Linked DNA regions of Mus musculus: region 1 is linked to region 2. Evidence: chromatin contacts called from public Hi-C data. All regions are on one chromosome and are shown on one strand. The core of a region is the stretch at or near the end of the contact, and the rest is flanking DNA. Distances in the headings are between cores, read along the strand shown. Region 1 overlaps Gm36470 (predicted gene, 36470). Region 2 has its middle 46 kb from the start of Gm36548.

The links. Hi-C and Micro-C count contacts between places; a contact is called where the count stands out from the background.
Region 1: a contact with region 2 is called in a Hi-C map of Th2 cells, with 1.7 times the contacts expected there. The contact joins two enhancer-like sites. A contact is called at or near these places in 6 of 484 Hi-C or Micro-C datasets (the C2C12 cell line, the G1E-ER4 cell line, Sertoli cells and 3 more) and 1 of 115 datasets of contacts at active chromatin or transcription factors (CD8 T cells).

What each region holds. Positions count from the first base shown.
Region 1 is chr5:3,299,208-3,303,695 of GRCm38.p6, reverse strand. All of the region lies in intron 3 of Gm36470 (predicted gene, 36470), which reads left to right. Among named protein-coding and RNA genes, the nearest start is that of Gm36548, 31 kb to the right of the region's middle. Within about 2 kb of position 1,970, at least 154 of the 459 cell types and tissues checked have an H3K27ac peak or open chromatin away from gene starts, as enhancers often do. A contact at or near this core is called in Th2 cells, where this site is marked.
Region 2 is chr5:3,221,874-3,226,447 of GRCm38.p6, reverse strand. No RefSeq gene overlaps it. Among named protein-coding and RNA genes, the nearest start is that of Gm36548, 46 kb to the left of the region's middle. Within about 2 kb of position 1,972, at least 4 of the 459 cell types and tissues checked have an H3K27ac peak or open chromatin away from gene starts, as enhancers often do. A contact at or near this core is called in Th2 cells, where this site is marked.

The DNA of each region.
Region 1 (4,488 bases), core at 721-3,220, 77 kb before region 2:
TGAGATTTGTCCCTCAGATACAAGGATACTTCGACTGTAATACATCACATTTATAGTATTAAAATACACGTGTCATAAATGTTAGTTACATTTGCTTTGCTGTAACAAAATGCTCAACAGAAACAAGGAAGAGAAGGTTTATTCTGGTTCATGGTTTCATGACTCTCAGCCCAGGGTTGCTCGGCCCCACGAACTGGAGATCATGGTAGAGGTGGGAGCAAGTGGCAGAGGCAGCTCTTTATATTACCGTATGGCAAGAGGGAAACCAGAAGTGACAGAGGTCCTGTGTCCCCAAGGATCTCCCTATGCTGACCGGCTTCCTCCAGTTAGGTCTTTACCTTCTAGACTTAGCACAGCATCTTCAAATAATGCCATCACCTGGGGACCAAGCCTTCAAAAGCTCATGAGGGACACTTCAGATTCAAACCGTAACATTTTATGAACATATCCACTAGATGCAGGAAAAGCGACAAAATTTAAAGTCCTTTTGATTAACACTGAGCAAGTGAGGTCCAGAAGGACTGAACCTCAACCTAGGACAGAGTCTGCATGCGTGCGCAGGGCTGAGAGTGAAACTCCTCTGAGGACAGAGAGGAGACACGCTTTCTCCTCTCATTGTTTATTTTCATAGTAGAAGTTTGCCGGTGCAATAAGAGAAAGAAATCAAAAGCATCCTAGCAGAAGAGGGAAAAGGGAAATTGTTTCTACTGACAACAAAATTATAATTACCAAAAAGACTACGCCAAGGTACTGTTAGAAAGTTGTAGGCCAGAAAAATCAATATGTAAAAATCACTAGCATTATCTCTTGTGAGACTCTGCCAGTGCCTGACAAATATAGAAGTGGATGCTCACAGTCATCCATTGGATGGAACACAGGGCCCCTAATGAAGGAGCTAGAGAAAGTACTCAAGGAGCTTAAGGGGTCTGCAACCCTATAGGAGGAACAAAAATATGAACTAACCAGTACCCCCTCCCCCCAGAGCTGTGTCTCTAGTTGCATATGTAGCAGAGGATGGCCCAGTCAGCCATCAATGGGAGGAGAGGCTCTTGGTCTTGCAAAGATCATATGCCCCAGTACAGGGGGACGCCAGGTCCAGGAAGTGTGAGTGGATAGGTTTGGGATCAGGGCCGGAGGAGGGTATAGGGGGCTTTGGGGATAGCATTTGAAATGTAAATGAAGAAAATATCTAATTAAAAAAAAAGAAAAAAATCACTAGTGTTGATCTATGTTATCAGTGAGCCATCCAAAAAGAGAAATTGGGTGCATAATACCTTTTTTTCCCTTTTTTATTGGATATTTTCTTTATTTACATTTTAAATGTTATCCCCTTTCCCGGTTCCCCCCTTGCATCATACCATTTAGGCGAAGGGTATAAACTGAAAAGTATATAGCACCTAGGAAAATACAATTAGATGGGAACACATTCGTGTTAATGGATTGGAAGATAACCTGCATTAGATTTCGTGCTGTTCAGATGCCCACATTGCTGAAAAAAGCCCGAGAGAAGGCAGTCCCTGTCAAAATAGCAAAATGTTTTCCACAAAACAGAAAACAAAATGAAACAAAAACTAATAAATAAACAAACACTTGAAAGGACCCATAAAATGCATGGAGCAGCCAAAGTAATTTTAGTCTATACTGGAGTATTTAGGATTTTCTGTCAACATTATCACACCGTGTATAAGTCCGCCCCTTTTAAAAGTTGCAAGTATTTTATTAAGTCAAAAAACCTTTAAAAATTATTTCTTGCTTTTGAAACAATGTTCAGGCTTGTCTGAATTTCAAATTCTCCCGGATACTGTACTAAGTATTCAATATTTCAAATCCTAATCCCAGGACACTCAGTAAGTACTAAGTTTATGAGATTCCCTTTCCCAAGAAAAACGTCTCGCCTTTCCTCTTGTTCTGCGTCTGAAGGTGTCTGGGAGGATTTTGCTTGCCTACCACACACTCTTCCCTGCTGAGTCACTTAGTCTCCATCATCCCTCCCAAGTTTTCTGGCTAGTACACTTCAGCAATTCTTTCTGACTGACTTAAATTGGTTAAAGGCATCTTTTAGGGGTCTATATAAGAAGAGATAGATACTGGTTTTGTACCCATCAAAACACAATGTGAAAAACACTCCCAAATCCAGCCCCACGTCTGCATGCACAGACATGAGTTTCACACTTACAGTGAGTGTCACACATCCAGTGCATGGAAAGAATCAGAGCCATAATGTTCCTGCAGGATGGACCTAGGTTGACAGGCATTTGTTGCACTGAGCATACCTGGTCTTCAGATGGAGAACTCACCCAGAAGATTGACAGACAGTTTCTAGGGAACAGCTGAGGGAGGGGCAGGATGTGGTCACGATGATTCACAAGTGCCCCTTCCTTGCTCATCTGAGTCAGCATGCAGCCTGCTACATGGCCCCACATGGCACAGTTACGGTTCTGGGATGAGCTGTCCCAGCAAGTCTTGCCTGCTTGACTTCATTAAAGCACTCAGTGAGTTTTAGAATCCCAGTCTGCCACATGACTCTCCTCTAGATCAATATACTCCCCCTTCAAGCAATACGACAAGTGACATGTAGCCTGAAGTATTGTTGAGTGTGTTTGCGGTTGGGCTCATTGGATCCGTAACGTAAGTGGCCTCTGTGAGCTTGGACGCAGCCTGCTGTAGTTCTTGATCGTCTAAGTGTTGCAACTAAGGCGACGAGGCTCCGATCTCTTCTTGTCACCTCAGACTTGTGATTTTGTAAGTGCATATGTACTGTCACTTTCTGGCTCAGAGCATGAATCATGTGCCCATGACATAGTTTGTACAGTGAGAACTGAACAGCACTGTGCTGCTGTTGCTCACTGCAGAAGTCACAGCAGGGCTGTAAGATGGCTTTTTTCGTATAGCCTTCATTTTGGTTACGCTTCCCCCAACCCATCATTTCCCCATCCCCCACCTTGCCCATGTTTGAACCTAGAAAAGTAAATTTTTTCTTTTTCTTTTTTTTTTTTTTTTTTTTTTTGAGACAGGGTTTCTCTGTGTAGCCCTGGCTGTCCTGGAACTCACTTTGTAGACCAGGCTGGCCTTGAACTCAGAAGTCCACCTGCCTCTGCCTCCCAAGTGCTGGGATTAAAGGTGTGCGCCACCACTGCCAGGCCAGGAAAGTAAATCTTGATATCAGGAGGTCTTCTCTATTTGTCCTTGGATTAGGAGCAGTAGTTTGGGCCTCCTGGAAAGAAGAGATCATCGTATCTTAGCCTCAATATGTTTTAGTGCAATGAAGCAATCAAAGGTGACATAGAATTTTTTTATGGCTCTTTTGCGTAATTTATGCTTGTTTGCTTCAAGCAGCTCTGAATGTTTTGTTTTACTTCATTTGAGTTTAACATATGTATTGGAAAAGATTAAATCGTAGGTTTACTGCTAGTTACCCAAAGGGAGTTGTTGAACATGGCTGGCATCACAGAGTCCAAGCTCATGCTTCTGACAGTGTTGTTACTTCCTCTGAAGGCGACCACTCCATAGACTTTGTCACTGGAAAGTTGACTTTTCAGTTCACATTAAGTCACTTTGAGATACAGTGTGCTGGGACAAGGAGACAAACTGCACAAAGAGAGAGGGTTCTGTGTCCTTGCGGGGCTTGTCTCTGGTCATGGGTGTGCCCAGACCCATGGGTATTCTTTCTGAAGCTGAAGGGTGGATGGCATGCATCCTGTCATGATGACTTAGTCACCAGGGGTGGGTTTCAGATTCTGTAAGCCTGTAAGACTGTCACTTTATGGAGTTATTCCTGTCACCTATTAGCTAGATGATGTACAAGCTAGTGGTGGGTGGCCACTCTGGGCCCTCTTGCTGATTGCTAGCCTCCTGGTAACAGTAAACTTAGCCTTCCTCAGATATAAAACAACCCAATGCCTGGTTTCTTTCTCTTGCCATAAATCAGCATGGCCTCTTTGTGAATTTCATATAAATGAAAGGAGATGGTGTTTTTCTTGCTAAGTGCAAGAAAACCATCTTGTTACACACAGAAATCATTACTGTTTTGCTGTATGGTGCTCCATTTCACATGTATTCCATACGCCATCCTTTGCTGATGAACTTTGCATTGTTTCTACTTTATGGATTTTTAAAATATTCTAAGAATATTCTCTTAACTGTTGTGTACATACTTCTGCATTCCTGTTTGATTTGCACAAATGGGTTGAATTGTTTAAACACAGATCAAGCAAAAATATTTCCAAAATAATATTGATAGCTAACTGAAATATTTCCTTCTTGAGGGAAGGAAGAGGCTCCTAAGACTCAGGACATAAGTGAAACCTACAAGGCTCAGGATGCTTATGAAGTTTACAGGATTCCTGATACCCCTTCCCAAGGTTGGATAAGTAGTAACATTTGCCGAGGACACACTTTGCAGTGGAAGCTCCAGGAATGCAGCTTTATTGATTTGTCACTCAAGTTGACTTCTGGGTAATGCTGCCTTTGAGTGACCCATGCTCCTGT
Region 2 (4,574 bases), core at 723-3,222:
CGTGTCCTTTCACGTGCTTGCCTTAGCAGAACATCTCTCTCCTGTGTCTGCTTCAGTGAAACGTTCCTTTACAAGTCTGCCTTAGTCTTTCACCAGTGTTCACTTCAGGAAAACACTCCTTCACATGTGCGCCCCAGTCAAACATCATCTAACACAACTGACTCTACAAAGAACACTTAAACATCTGTTTTAGCTTTGCAAGTAGACGTCTTCAGCAGATAAAGGGCACAGTGGGCACTCAGGGGTCCCTGCTTACTGCAAACCCAGTTGTGTTGACTATTTAACTGTGTGGTACATGAATTGACTTTGAGAAAAGCAAAACGCTTCACTTTCTTCCTGGTGTTTTTGGGAGGGTAAGCTAATTTCACATGTGCCAATGCTCTTAGAGATCTGAGTTTCAGAGCCAGCACGTACTAACCCTGAAGGAATCCAACACACAACAAATACCCAGTTATGTGTGGTTCTCAGTATGGTTTTCATGTGGCTTCAAATTGAACTTCCTGCAATAGTAATAAAGGCAACAATATCTATAGCAATAACTTGTAATAAAATTAACATCTATTAAGTTTTTTTTTTGTTTTTTTTGTATGTGGGTACCATGGGAAACACTTTATATGGATAGTTTTATTAAATCATATAAAATCCCAGAAGTAGTGGCTATATTAAGTCTTATTTTATGGTGAGGAAATTAAGTAATCTCCCCAAGTTCACAGAGCTATAGAATGCCAGAGATAGGATTTCAGGACAGTCAGTCTGTCTCCAACCGTATCCAACCTACCCTTTTGTTCTAGTGACTAATGGATTTACAGTGCCAGTCGGGATATGTTCAATGGGGATGCATTTAGTTAACACATAGGAGGATGGGGGTAGCGAGATTGAATAAAGGCTGAGTCAATGGCTTTGACTTCATTGACTCTTACTCGACTGGGCTAAATGAGCTCAGCCGACTCGGTGTCTCAGCGCACTCAGGAATGATGAAAGCCTTGCCCCCGAGTTAAAGGCTGTTGGTCTGGGAAAGAAGAGGCATTAGGAGGCTCTTCTGTTGGTTGTGGGATGGAGCAGATTCACAGAATAAAGGCCAAGAACATTCGAGTGACAACCTGTGCCCGTTAAGCTCACTGACAGCCAGAGCAGAACTTGTTCATTTACGGGCACCATTGAGAAGCCCTTATTATTCAACCTGTGTCTCCAGGGAAAATGTTTTCACCATTTAAAACAAAAAGCAGTTTGTCTCCACATCAATTTAAATCTTGTCGAAATGATGACGAGTCTTCACAGACCCTTTCCTCCATTGTCATCAGCCTTTGGGAAAGCTGGATCTTGTCCTGCAATTCCAAAGTGTGTTTTGAATTTGATGCGCAACCCTGAGTCCATTGACTGTGGATCAATTTGAACTTTTTTCCAGCGCTGCCTCATCTTACTTTTTCTAAGAGATACAGACAAAAGGAAAAGAAAGAATCTGCCTCAAAGGCCCCCGGAATGAGCCCCCCCCCAGCTGGCTTTCTCTGTAGTTGTTGTCATCCCCGAGAAATGCACGTATGTGTTGCAAACAGCGGGAGCTGTGGCATGCTCGCTGAGGATGGGTCCAGCCTCCCGCAGGACTGTGTGAATGGAATTCAGTATACACTGCAGCTTACAAATATTGTCCATTGTCATTTGTCCTCAACACTTGATAGATCAGTTTAGTCCAGAGCTCACTGATACGGAAGAGATATTGACTTGTCCCATTGTACAAACACAGAAAGGCCCAACCCCAAACCCTTGCCTCTGACCCCGAGCCCCATGTTCTATGAGCTGTGGGGTTGAGACAAGAAACTGCTAGAGCCAACAATGGCCCTGACAACCATACGTTATTGACTCAGACTGATTGGAAATTAAAGCACCAACCCAGGAGGAAATCCTGTACAGAGCTCGGGGTGTGCTCGGATGCTCTGTGCTGACGATCTCACTGAGTCATTATTCTCTGAAGAGAAGCAGACAGCCTACCAAATGCTTTTTGTCCTCTTTCCTTAGTGAAGTTTGGCATTGACTAAGGTGCCATGAGACGATGAATGTTTCATCTCTACCCTCCAATTCATATGACTTTTGGGAAGCCTTGTAACTTCTGGGTGTCTCCATTTAATTAGTTTGTGAGAAATGAGCAGTTCTATTGCTCACTTTCTAAATCATCCAAGACAGCTCTGGACTGTGATATGGACATCCATCCATGGGTTTAGGGCTGAGGTGAGATGCTGAGGAAAGCAGGCACTCACTTCTTCCCATGCTGGGCTCATCCTTCCTTAAGAATTGGGTAGCTCTTTGCATCCAACAGACAACAGTGTAGTACAGATCTGTCCTGTCTTGTTCTAGGTATCTTCCTTCCCCAAATATTATCAGGAACTTTCCCAATAGCCAAACAGACCTTGGGAGGTTGTGTTCATAAGGTAGCTTGTACTCCCTCTGCTGGCTGGCTTGTATTTCTACTCCTTAAAGGTTGTTTACTTTCAGTAAAGGAAATTTATTACGGGTGTTTTTAGTTTTTTGTGAGTACAACTTAGACAAAGCTTTTGATACTGTGTTTTCTGTGTCTGTAAGACTTACCATTTTCTTTAGCGAAAACAATATAGTCCCGGTCCGAAAATGTTTTATCAAGGTACTGTTAGTAAGGTTTAGCATTGCTAGCCAACTCCAATTAGTGACGTGAGATAGGAATGAAAGGACCATGAAGTATTAGCCGCTGCCATAAAACACTGAGAGGCTGCTCTAGGAACACGAGAAGAATCTGATTTTAATGGCAGCCTGAATCATCAAAGATTTGCTCGAATTTGTCAATTCGTAGTAATATCATGGAGCTATCATGCCGAGAGACTCAAGCTCTACATTCTGCTTGTGTTCTTCACTGGGTATGCTATAATGTTAGGCGATATAACAGACAGAAGAAATGCTATCTTGAAGAGAGTTCTAGCCAATGAATATAAAATGAGAGAATGGGAGTTCTAGCATTGTTTGCAGTTGCTAATTGACTAATAGTTCTCAGTGTGGGCATCAAAGCCCACCAGCCAGCCAGCTCTCCATGTGCTTCCTGGTGAGAGAACAGACCGCCACCTGTGCAGACGCCAGAGGTGTGGAATCAGAGATTGATAAATCCTTGGATCCAGGTGCCAGTAGACAGGAGTGCCAAAGGGCCCAGCCAGGAAGAGAAAGGGGAGTTGTCAGTGCTGCTTCTGTTGGCTGGGTTTTGAGCTCTGCTAGATAAATTCAATTTTGCCAAAACTCACGTAGTCTTAAGAATTTCTTCTTGTATATAATTTTGTATATTCATTTGATTTTCTATTTCGTTTAATCTGGTTTACCCTCTTAGAGCTCATTATAGGCTTAGATTAGAACTGGATGATAATGTGAGAAACTATTACAGATAAAGGTACTTAAGAGATGACTGGTTTTATGTTGTTGCCTCCTTCACCCAGGTACTGGGCTAGTTTTCCTCACAGGATTTATTGAGCACCTACTATGTGCGGGGCAGTTCTTACACACTGCTCCTTAACTCCTCAAAGGATACATTGTTCCTGTAACCTCAAAATCGTTACCTTGATTTTGCAGTTGAGGACAATGAGGTCCTGAAAGGGACAACCATTTTCTCCAAGTCACTTAGTTACTTGTGAAAACTGAGCTGAAGCCATACACTGAGCTCTTTTTCTCTTACCACAGGATACTCATTCACTATCTGCCTGCACTATTGCAGTTTTCATTATGTAATCAAAGCATCATTTTCTACACTGAATTTGAAATGAAATGGACCACGGGACTTGAGTTTCAGTGTGAGTTATAAGATTCGTTGCTTTGGGGTTAGCTGTCCTCATGCATAGCTATTTTGGCAAGCAGATGGAAGCGCATTTGAACATTAATAATTAAAGCATTGGGAACAGTGGTTCTCAACCTTCCTAATACGGAGACCCTGTAACACAGCTCCTCATGCCGTGGCGGCCCCCAGTCATACAATCATTCTGATAACTGTGATGATGCTACTGTGATGGATGGTAAATATCTGATCTGCGGCCCTAAGGGATCACGACCCCCATGTTAACAATCACTGCTTTAGAGGCTAGGAAGGCTGAGCTGGTAAAGTGCTTGCTCTAAGAGCATGAAGAACTGGGTTCAAGTCCCAGCATCCATGTGAAAACACATGCAGGGCTGCATACAATTGCAACCCCAGGGCTTGTAGGCAGAGACACAAACATCTCTAGGGTTCCCTGGAAAGACCTAGGGACCAGTGAGAGCTTTTGTGTCAATAATGTCTAAGCAACAACACATTGGCTTTCCCTCCACATTCATGCATGCACATGTGCATGTACTCCTGAACACACACACACACACACACACACACACACACACACACACACACACACACATACACACACACACACACACACATCTTAACCACTCCAAAATCTCAACTAATTTTTAATTTTTTCAGGAGAAAATATCCCTCATCCTTTAACATTTGGAAATGAGCCTTGACTGTGGGTTTTTTTTCCCATGTAATTAATAATAGATTTTTAAGGTACTTACGATGATTCTGGGAAGTGTTTCTTAGG